2 separate regions of the Hordeum vulgare genome follow, and region 1 is linked to region 2. Evidence: chromatin contacts called from public Hi-C data. All regions are on one chromosome and are shown on one strand. The core of a region is the stretch at or near the end of the contact, and the rest is flanking DNA. Distances in the headings are between cores, read along the strand shown.

Region 1 (5,331 bases), core at 2,251-4,750, 190 kb after region 2:
TAAATGTCACACTTTGAATCAAAAATTTCCAATGCATTTTCTTACTACCTATGGCCAGCAATAACCCCAACTCTTGCTAATGTACTCAAAGCCACTTGTCAGCCAAAAGAAATGACAACTATACCCATTCTTGGTCGTCAGCAGTGCGACTAACTGTTGTTCGTCCTCGGCAGTGCTTCCGGATTATACCTATGAGATGGCACGGTGAGACCCTCCATTACTGACCAGCCGAGCAACTAAAAATGTCAAAAAAATGCACTGCATGTTGTGTGAAAGAAAAACAGATCAGAAACATATATGTAATTCTCTATTGGGAAGTTTGAAGCCCTTTGTTTTACGGGAAGCAACAACGGAAGATTTGTATATCACTGTTGTAGATTAGTTAATTATCATGTGGTACCATTCTGTTATATGCAAGATAAATTTGTACCTTACATCTGCATGAAAATTGCCCTTCTCCCTTGGTTGCGTGATGGTGTCACTTTTTGCTTGACAAATTCATGGTGTTGTATGGGTATCGCAGAGTCGTGTTAGATATTTGATTGATGAAATGGTATTGCACAAGATGTCGATTACGATAACAGAAGCTACTCAAGCCAATTCAGCATCATCATCCAAATATGGTTGCATGTGTATATCTTCTAAGGACATGCCATCTCAGGAAGTGCAGACTGAACCCTCTTTTAAAGTATGAACTATTATTCCAATTTTGATTTGTGGTCATACAAAATATACATAAAATTTGAAGCACAATGCTCACGAAAATGCACTCACCCAAATAGCTCTTCCGCAGACTTAAGGGGAAACCTGGACTTATCATTCTTAATCAGAGTCTTCCATTAGAGAGGCCCAGATGAATCAACTATGTTTCCTTGACAATATTAATATTTCCAATATGAATCTCGTGTAAAATAAATCAATAAATGAACAATTCAATATATTTCTAAAATTGTCATTCTCAATATATAGCTTTGCGCATAATACAGCTGGGGCTTGTTTTTCCCAATCACTGACAATTATTTGCATCATTAATTTATACAACCTACAAAGGAATGCCTACCTACAAATTCAGCAGAATATTGATTATATCAAACGATAAAGACCATGGATAAAATAACACATCTGCCGTAACAGTGATACAAAACTAACATTACCGGACCATTCATTGCTTTTGGTGAAGTCAGTGCCAAGAATTAGATTTGATGATTCACGCCCAACTTGTCCCAATGCGGCGATGACCTGATAACCTGAATTTATGCATAACAACGGGTCTATACTGATTTCCAATGCCCCTCACCAGATTGTCTCTTGTACGGTACAAATAAAAACAAACATCTCTCCGTCTTTGATTTTTCACTCTCACATCTTCGCAAAGCCCACGAAGAAGTAACTATTTTCTCCTCCACTTCTATATATGTTGTAAATATATAATTTGACGGTATGTTTATTGACGTCATCACATTTTATAAAGCAGCTGAAAAGATCAGACCATATAGTGTTCATGGAAGTGAATGCGGACCTCCTTGTCGATTGTTTGGCAGTTATCCCTTTTGCGGTCAAAGATAATATTGTGATTGTGATCCAAATAGTCTCGTGCAGCAACGACGCCAAACACTTCCAGCGGCCAGCGCAATCCATCTTGTAATCCTGCAACTTTGACTGAAAAGACCTGCAGAGTTCTTATGGGATGGGCTGTACCACCTGACGACTTATTGTCCGTGTAAAGCATGGATGGGATACGCGTTGCATACCGATATCAAATTTGGTCAACCAATCAACATGCTTACAGCAGCAATGGAGATCATCCAGTAAGGGAGAGGGGATTTGGCTTTGGCTTATTACTTGTCTGCTCGAATTCACCGAAGGATTTGGGCCAGAGGAATTCCCAGAACTCGCGGAACTTCATGGCCTCGAAGGCATGCCAGTCGGAGGTATCCTCGTCGGGATCCATGTCCCTAAGCCACAAGGCCTCCATGTCTTCCAGGATCCACTCCTTGCGGCACTCAACGGCCTGGGGGTCTCCCGTGGCGATCCATTTCCTCAGGGCGATGGACTGCTCCGGTCGGTCATGGTTCCTGCGCGCTTCCTCCGCCTTGGCCCTGTAGACGGCCGCCGCCGCGACGTCAGCGAGGGAGGGCGCGAGGACCGGCGGCGACTGGTGCGGGGCCGGCGTCCGAGCGAGGGCTCGACAGCCGACGCCGAGGCCGTGGCGGGGGGTCGGGTGGGAGACGCTGCGCACGGGTGGGAGATGCTCGAGTCGTGCGTGGGAGATGGCAGAGTTTCGTCCGCTCACGTAAATTGCTAAGCGTACACAGTGGGGGTTATTTTTCATGTAAACGGTTAGATCTAATTAGGTGGGTCGGATCGTGTGGTGGTATTTTATCTAGAATGTCCTGTGTACGTGTTTTCGGATGAGTTTAGGGAAGAATATGTTCGCTTGTTTATTAGTAGTATAGATATGCACGCTGGCCACTAGGAAAGCTTCATCCTACGTATTGTTGTAAGCCTTGTTAGGGCATCTCCAATGGTTGTAAGATAGTTGTTGGTAATTTTGACACATAGAATTTTTGATGATGTGTCATTGCAATAAATGAGGAAAGAGAACAAGGTTGTATGTAAATTAACCAACACCCTTGCACAAGCTCCAATGTAGAATGAGAGAGCACCTTATTTATTACCTCACATCTTATTGGACAAACTAGATACAACCCATTGGAGTAGTTGTATGTTAAGGTGTTGGCTGATGACATGACATATTTTACTAACAAGCTAACCAACAAACTGTTGGAGATGCCCTTACCCACATCCGCCATACCTTGAAACTGTTTCTGTCTTGGCCACTGGTCGTGCACGCTTTTATGGATCGTCCTCTCAAGATCCCCGTGCTTTTAGTTAAGAGAAGAAGGCGACGCATGAACGAAGATCCGTCCTGCGTCGGCACGAGGAACTAGTACTACACCACCGGTACGCGGTCGTAGCACACGGCACGGCGTCACTGGCACAGCCAAACCTGCGGAGACAACGAGCGCACGCCCTCCTAATTCAGGGGAGATAGTACGCACCAACATTTCTGCGCAAGTATTCAGGAGAGACGGTACGCACCAACCTGGGGAGTACTACTTAAAAAACATTTTTGCGCAAGCCCAGTCCCCAACCGAACACGCTAGCCGAGCCGCGACCCAGCCAGCCAAAACGAGACGAGCAGATTGTTATCCACGGTTTTTATTTTCTTGTCTCGCCGCAACGAAAGTGCGAAGGTGAAACCGAGACCGAGCGGCGAAGCAGGTCGGCGTGCGTGCGTGCCCCGGCGTCGGTTGTCGCGGGGCGCCGCGCGCCGGCCGTTCTTATCCACTCCGGCGCGGTGAGCCGAAGCGGCGTCGCGGGCCACGCGGCCGAATCGCTGCCAGTGACCCCTCGCGCCCGTGGATCCACGTCGACCAGGTCAAGCAACCCCCCAGGCATTATCCCCCCACCCCACCCTCACCACTAGCCCCACTATTATTATCAACGCGTCGGCGTCGCCCGCCCGCCTCTCCCTCCCTCCTCCCCCTCCCCCTTTCCCCATTCGATCCCCCCCTCCCCCGCCCCCGCCTCCTCGCCCAACCGACCCGATTCCATCGTCCACCTCGACCGAGCCCAGCGCCCCGCGGATGGAGATCTCCTTCGAGGCGTGGGAGGGGGTGCAGCGGCATGGCCAGGACATCGCCGACCGCCTCGCGCAGGGCTTCACGGGCCTGCTGCAGGCGCCGCCGCACTTCCCGTGGCCGCCCGTGTCGCACAAGCTCGTGCCCTTCGAGATCGACCTCCCCGTCGTGCCCTTCGGCGCCGCGCGGCGTGGGGCCGCCGGCAAGGACTTCTTCCCCACCGCCGCCGTCGCCTCCGTCATCGACATCGGCGGCAGGCTCGGCCAGGCCGGCGTCGAGATCGGAACCTCCGTCGGCGGGGCCGTGCAGCACGCCGTGCGCCAGCTCCCCGTGCCCTTCCAGGGCGCCCAGATCCGCCGCCGCAAGCTGCGGACGCCGCCTTCCGCCGACGGGGCCGTCGGCGTCTCCGCCGAGAGGGCCGTCGACAGGTGCCCTCTCGAGGCGGCCGCCGCGGCCGCGGCCGCGGCGACCGGCAGTGCTGCCGCGTCGACCGTCAGCGGTGTCAGAGGCGGGGACGACCTGGATGAAGACGATGACGGATATGGCTGCGAAATCGGAACCCTGGGAAACTTTAAGAAGGCCAAGGTACAATTCAACCCCTTCCTCTACTAGTTCTATTGTGGGTTTGAGTGCGTTTGCATCTAGCAACCTTTAATTCAGGCTTTACTCCAGTTGAAAGTACTAAAATCTTATAATTACATACAATCTGATTATCACTGAAGTGTTGTTTAGTCACTTATTAAAATTACAATCGTGACTAGCATACGTAAGCTAAACCTTAAAATTTTGATGAGCTCGAATTGTTGCCCCTGCTTGTTTAGTAGGGCCAAGCCGCCTGTACCATCATTACACAACATAACACTTTGCTCTTCTCTTGATGAACATTCAGGGTACCGTAAATATGTCAGCCACGTACAACACCAGGAACAACGATATTGAGAGTTCTGTTGTTGCACGTGGAGACTTGTGGAGGCTAGAGGCATCACGCAGTGGTTCAACTTCTGGAAACGATACTTCGCCTCTTTACCTTGTTCAGTTGGGGCCTTTACTATTTGTTCGAGACTCTACACTCCTACTGCCTGTTCATCTGTCAAAGCAACATCTGCTGTGGTATGGCTATGATCGCAAGGTACTCATATCCTTTATGTTGCCTTCTCCCAATATGTTATACCCATTCATTCATTATTTGATAGTCTTTTGTTTGATGGGAATTCATGGTCTCTTCGTTTCGTTATATGCTACTGTATTATATATCCTGAATCTTTACTGAAAAGGTTTGTTTCATATGCAGAATGGAGTGCATTCCCTCTGTCCAGCTATTTGGTCGAAACAGAGGAGATGGCTGATGATGTCGATGATGTGTCTTAATCCAGTAGCCTGCGTAAGTATGAGCATGCTGTTTATTTAAGTTTCTGCGCAGTACAGTTATTCTCATATGCTGTGATGTAATGTGTTGAAATCGACACTGTTTGTGCTTTCCGATGTGCTTTCTTTGCATTATAGTAATGGGATGAATCATATATGCTGCCATGGTTCTTTGGTTAGTGGCCATTGAACGTTTCTTTGTTATTTGCTAGAAAAGCCTGTCCAGTTGACCTATTTGGATCTTTATTCCACCGGATAACCAGTGAGTAATAGTTCTGCACAACTAGTGTGCCAGCATTTTTCGGTTGTCAGTAGAATTGGT
Region 2 (5,713 bases), core at 46-2,545:
AATTTGTTAGGGGGGGTCTAGCCCCCCCTTGCCCCCCCTAGAATCATCCCTGCTCTTCGGATCCTGTACGGGAGAGGGGCGATTAGATTTTTGGGGAGCGACTACGCGACTGCTCCCCTCTGTTCGTCGCCTTCGTCATCGTCATGTCTTCACCAACGATGCCGACCGCATCGCCCTCGAGAAGGCCGAAGCCGACAAGAAGGCGGACGAGGTAACTGTCGCCGCCACTGCTGCTGCTACGGGCAACTGTCCGATCGAAGGGTATAACTCGTTTATCCCGTTCATGTCTATTTTAGTCTTAACAGTACTAACCATATCCATAGATGTCTCTACTATATGTGTAGTAAATGCTAGTATGCTTCGTAATCAGTATGTCATTAATCTAGTCAATCTTTGATAGTGATTATCTCATTGATTAATTTAATAAAAAAATTACCTATTTACTCAATATTTACATCATCTGTTATGGCAAAAAAAATGTGTTCCCAAAAAACTTCTCTCTTGGCATCAATTTTTTACATCATCTTGGAGATGTTTTTACTGTTGTTTTATTGATGCTCTTCAAGTCGTTTATCGTTACATTCGCTGAAAATGTCCCTTGCGACGGTTCTGAATGCAAAAAGAAACCGCAACGCAAGAAAATGGATGACAAAACATTCGGTCGAAACGAGTGAAGATTGAAGGCGGGCGATCCCGAGAACAATAGAAGCAGATAAATTCGGCCGCGATCAGCCCCGTTTCGATAAAATCAAATCAAGTAGTAGTACGTATACATGAGTAACACGACAGTAAAACACACGAGACCAAACGCCCGTTGAATCCCACATCAAGCGAGTATAGAATACAATGTTCCCTCCCATCCCGGGGACGGCATCGGGAGCAGAGCAGAGCAGCGGCGTCGGCGCTATCTCCTGGCGTGCGCGGCGCCGGCGGGCTGGTCGCAGGAGAAGACCTGCTTCGGGAGCCGCCACGCCTCCGCTGCGCCGAAGCACATGTCGTCCAGCGCCTCGCTGCGGCACCACCGGCACCTCCCTCCGCCGCCGATCGCCAAGCACTTGCCGCGCGTGGCCAGATCCCGGCACCCCGCCTCTGCCCTCCCAGACCCGGCAGCAGCCTTGCCCTTGCCTTTGCCCGCCGCAGCGGCGGCTACCGGCGCAGCCCCCGAGCAGACCAGGAGCAGCGCGAGCAGCACCAGCGCCGCGGATCTGGCCCTGGCCATGAGGTGAGAAACAGAGACGGTCTGGAGCGGTCGAGTATCGGACAGGCGGACGGCAGTCTAGATATTTGGACTCCAGATCGCGAGTCGGACGGTGGGCCTCTCCTCTCTTTGACGGGAAAATGAAGTTGACGCCTTTTCTCCTCCAGGCTTCCAACATTTGGGCCGGCGTACCCAACGATTGGCTTGGCTATGACTTATTTAGCTGTGAATTTTCCCTCAAAAAAGAAAAAGAGCGAGCTGTGAATTGCCTAAAAAAAAAGTGAATAGCCTAAAAAAATAGTTGCGAATTCCCCATTCCTCAAAAAAGGAAAAAGCTGTAAATTCTCCCCTAAAAAAAAACAAAAACCTGTGATTTCTCAAAAAAAAGAGCAAGTTCACCGTCTTTTTTTTGTTTCTGGACACTTAGGACTTTTGAAAATCAAAAGTACAAACACCCTTTAAAATAAGGGAAATACATTGAGGTCCCTAAGGATGATCATCTTCTTCACCTCAAACATATCGACGACTGTTGGGGAACGTTGAATGGGAAACAAAAAAAAATTCTACGCACACGAAGACCTATCATGGTGATGATCATCTATGAGAGGGAGTTTGGATCCACATACCCTTGTAGATCGCTAAGCGAAAGCGTTAATAAACGCGGCTGATGTAGTGGTACGTCTTCACGATCCGTCCCACGAACCGTCCCACGATCCGTCCCGATCAAGTGTCGAACGGACGACACCTCCGCGTTCCACACACGTACAGCTCGATGACGATCTCTGCCTTCTTGATCCAGCAAGAGAGACGGGGATGTAGATAAGTTCCCCGGTAGAGTAACGGCGCTCCGGTGGTGGTGGTGATTTATTCTTGCAGGGCTTCGCCTAAGCACCGCAGAAATCCGATCTAGAGGTGAAACTCTGTGGTATAGGCTAGAGTTGCACGTGGGAAAGTTGTGTCTCAAAAAGCCCTAAACCCTCTAGTATATATAATAGGAGGGAGGGGCTAGCCTTGAGGCTTAAGGAGAGCCTCCTTGGCTCGGCCCGAAGTGGAGGAGGGAGGAGTCCTCCTCCAATCCCACTTGGATTAGGACTCCTTCCTAAATTGCCCACCTCTTTTAGACTTTCGTCCTTTTTTCCTCATGGGTTTTCCTTGGATGACTTGCCAGCCCATTAAGCCTTATTGCGCATCCAATAAACTCACGTGGACCCCTTGGGGTATGGTGGGCCCACCCAGTGGGCCCCCGGAACCCATTCGTCACTCCCGGTACACTGTCGGTAATGCCCGAAAACCTTCCGTAATCCAAATACCAACTTCCTATATATCAATCTTCGTTTCCGGACCATTCCGGAACTCCTTGTGATATCCGAGATCTCATCCGGGACTCCGAACAAAACTTCGGTCACCAACACATATAACTCAACTATACCGAAACATCACCGAACCTTAAGTGTGCAGACCCCGTGGGTTCGAGAACTATGCCGACATGACCTGAGACACTCTCCGGTCAATAACCAATAGTGGAACCTGGATGTCCATATTGGCTCCCACATATTCTACGAAGATCTCTATCGGTTGAACCTCTATGTCAAGGATTCAGTTAATCCCGTATGTTGTTCCCTTTGTCCTTCGGTATGTTACTTGCCCGAGATTCGAACGCCGGTATCTCCATACCTAGTTCAATCTCGTTACCGACAAGTCTCTTTACTTGTTCCGTAATACAAGATCTCGTAACTAACTCCTTAGTCACATTGCTTGCAAGTCTTGTTGTGATGTTGTATTCCGAGTGGGCCCCGAGATACCTCCCCGTCACACGGAGTGACAAATACCAGTCTTGATCCATGCCAACCCAACATACACCTTTGGAGATACCTGTAGAGCACCTTTATAATCACCCAGTAACGTTGTGACGTTTGATACACACAAGGTATTCCTCAAGTGTTCGGGAGTTGCATGATCTCATGGTCATAGGAACAGATACATTGACATGCAGAAAAACAGTAGCAATAAACTGACACAATCATATGCTACGTTTATAGTTTGGGTCTTGTCCATCACATCATTTTCCTAATGATGTGATCTCGTTATCAAGTGACAACACTTGCCTATGGCTAGGAAACCTTGACCATCTTTGATCAACGAGCTAGTCAACTAGAGGCTCACTAGGGACAGTGTGATGTCTATGTATCCACACATGTATTTGAGTTTCCAATCAATACAATTCTAGCATGGATAATAAATGATTGTCATGAACACGGAAATATAACAATAACCAATTTATTATTGCCTCTAGGGCATATTTCCAACAATTACGTGTTGCTGCTACTTCCTCTCTGTTGTCGGAGCTAGACAATTGTTGTTGGTTGTGAACTGAAGCTGACTTGGCCATGGTCCTAACGTACCTTTGTCCTAGAGAAGAAACCGTCGAAGCCGTCACCATCGAAAGATCAACCGATCCACTATCCCAACATCGCCCCGTTTTCAAAAACCCATCGCAACATCCAAAAAGACCGCATGCATCGCGTTGCAGCAGATGCCACACCAAAGTGACAAAGAGGAGGCTGGCAGTAGCGGAGACAGGGGGACCAGCAGGGGCCCTGCCCCCCATAATGTCACTGATTTATGCCTAATAGTAGTCTAAACAATGATGTTTTTGCTGTTAAAATAGTGTATTTTAGTGGACTGGCCCTCCCCAAGGATGTTTAGCAACGTTCGCCCCTCCCCATTCGATTTTCCTGGCTCCGCCACTGGAGGCCGGAGGACAAAAGGACAAAGGGAAGCCACGGTTATCACTACATCGACAAACCCTAACTTCACCGATGAGAGAGATTGTTGGTAATCTATGCCAATGAGCCATCGAAGCCACCCCAACCCACATCACTAAGATGGGAGGCTCGAGGAAACTTTATTCTCCAGATCGACTCCACCACATAACCATACTAAAAGCTCCAAAGTAGGGAAAACATATCCGATAGAATTGGGTTTCCAGCACTCCCACTGTGACAGCTCGATGCCGACGTTCCAGAAGATTCCCCTTTCTTTCCGTTTTCGTCGTGTGGGTATTTTCCTTTGTCGCATCATCATCACATCATTCACATCATCTGCATTGCATCGACGTCTTCGTTGCCGCCCGTTTTCAAAACTTGCATCCGTTGTTAGTTGCCGGTTCTCGTCGTTTTCCGTTCTGAGTCCGACCGCACACGCACGCGCCCGCGGCACCGTCGAAACCCTGTTTTTAAAGTGTGCGTAAAACTTTCTCTGATTGGGTTGAGATTTGACGTGCGGTGTTATTTTAATATAGGTAGGCCGCCTGTCAAGTTTCGTCGCAATCGGAGACCGTCTGGTACCCGAACGGTCGCCCGTAGCGACACCGTATTCGGGCTACCGTCGGACGTTTGTCGGTGTTTTCAAATACGTCGCCTGGTGCCCGTTTCCCCCTCGTCTTAGCCCATCTACACATCCCATTAGTGCCACCTAGCCACATCCTCCGTTCGTGGTCGTCGGATCGCGATCGGACGGACGAGGTCCACCCACCATAGCCCAACCCTATATAAGCACCACCCCATGAAGAGTCCTCTCTCACTCCACTAGGGTTCCCCCTAGTCATTTTTGCAGCCACCCCCCTAGAAAAATCCCACCTACTAGCTCCACCTCCTCTCTCCCCGAAATCCAATCTCAGGTCAGATCTGGACCATTGGATATCCATCCAAAGGCCTAGATTTGCCCAAAAATCCCACCTACCGGACAATGTCCACTCTAGTGGACAATGTCCGGGCGACCACAGGGGATTCTCCCTCTCCCCGAGCTCCTCCCGCAGGAGCACGCCCTGCCTGCCCGAGAGCCTCCCACTGGTCGCCGCGCCGCCGCCGGCTGCCTTGGCCGTCGGGGCCCCCTCCTCGCCGCCCCGATTTGCAGCGCCGCTCCTCCCTGCTGGAGCCCCAACCGCGCCGCCATCCATCATCCTCCTACCGAGGCTTCCCCGCTCGCCGCCAAGGCCTTGTCGCGTTCCGCCCTAAGCCCCCGCGCCGGATGCAACCTCGCCGGCCGGATCTACCGCCCCCGCCGTCCCTCGGCCACCCCTGCCGGTGCCTCGCCCTGCCTCACCTCCTGCTCGCCGAAGCTGCCCTCCATGGTCTCGTGCTCGTGGAGGAGCACGGGAGGGCCGAGCCGTGCCCAGCCTGGACGTTGACCGCCTCGCCCCGCCTGGGCCTTCCCAGTGCCGCGGCCCACCAGCGGCCCAGCACCAGCGTCCGACCGGTTGTGTCCTTTCGGCCCAGGAGCCCCGCGGCCCATCTCCTCCTTCCACGAGAACGGCCCCGAGCCCCAAGGTGAGCTCTATTCCCCGCCCCAGCGTTTTTTTGCTATGTTGCGCTGCCTGCTTAGGCCCGTTAGGCAGATTCGGCCCGATAGGTTCTTATTAGATTTTTTTTCGGCTTAGTTAAATTTCAGAGTTTAGGCGCATATTAATTCGTCCGTAACTTTTTACCCGTGTGTCGGATCGGAGCGAGTAGTATA

The links. A called contact is a pair of places that touch in the nucleus more often than the background predicts.
Region 1: a Hi-C map of leaf shows a contact between it and region 2, with 5 times the contacts expected there. The contact joins the promoter of LOC123444337 here to the promoter of LOC123440198 in region 2. A contact is called at or near these places in 5 of 6 Hi-C or Micro-C datasets (leaf, seedling and an unstated tissue) and 1 of 1 datasets of contacts at active chromatin or transcription factors (embryo).

Annotation. Positions count from the first base shown.
Region 1 is chr3H:472,143,324-472,148,654 of MorexV3_pseudomolecules_assembly, forward strand. LOC123444337 reads left to right here and starts at 3,501. Exons shown (of 7, transcript XM_045121024.1): 1 at 3,501-4,229; 2 at 4,534-4,773; 3 at 4,936-5,025. The coding sequence starts at 3,651.
Region 2 is chr3H:471,959,356-471,965,068 of MorexV3_pseudomolecules_assembly, forward strand. It overlaps LOC123440198, which reads right to left and starts at 1,296. Exons shown (of 1, transcript XM_045116769.1): 1 at 706-1,296. The coding sequence starts at 1,219. The coding sequence ends at 905.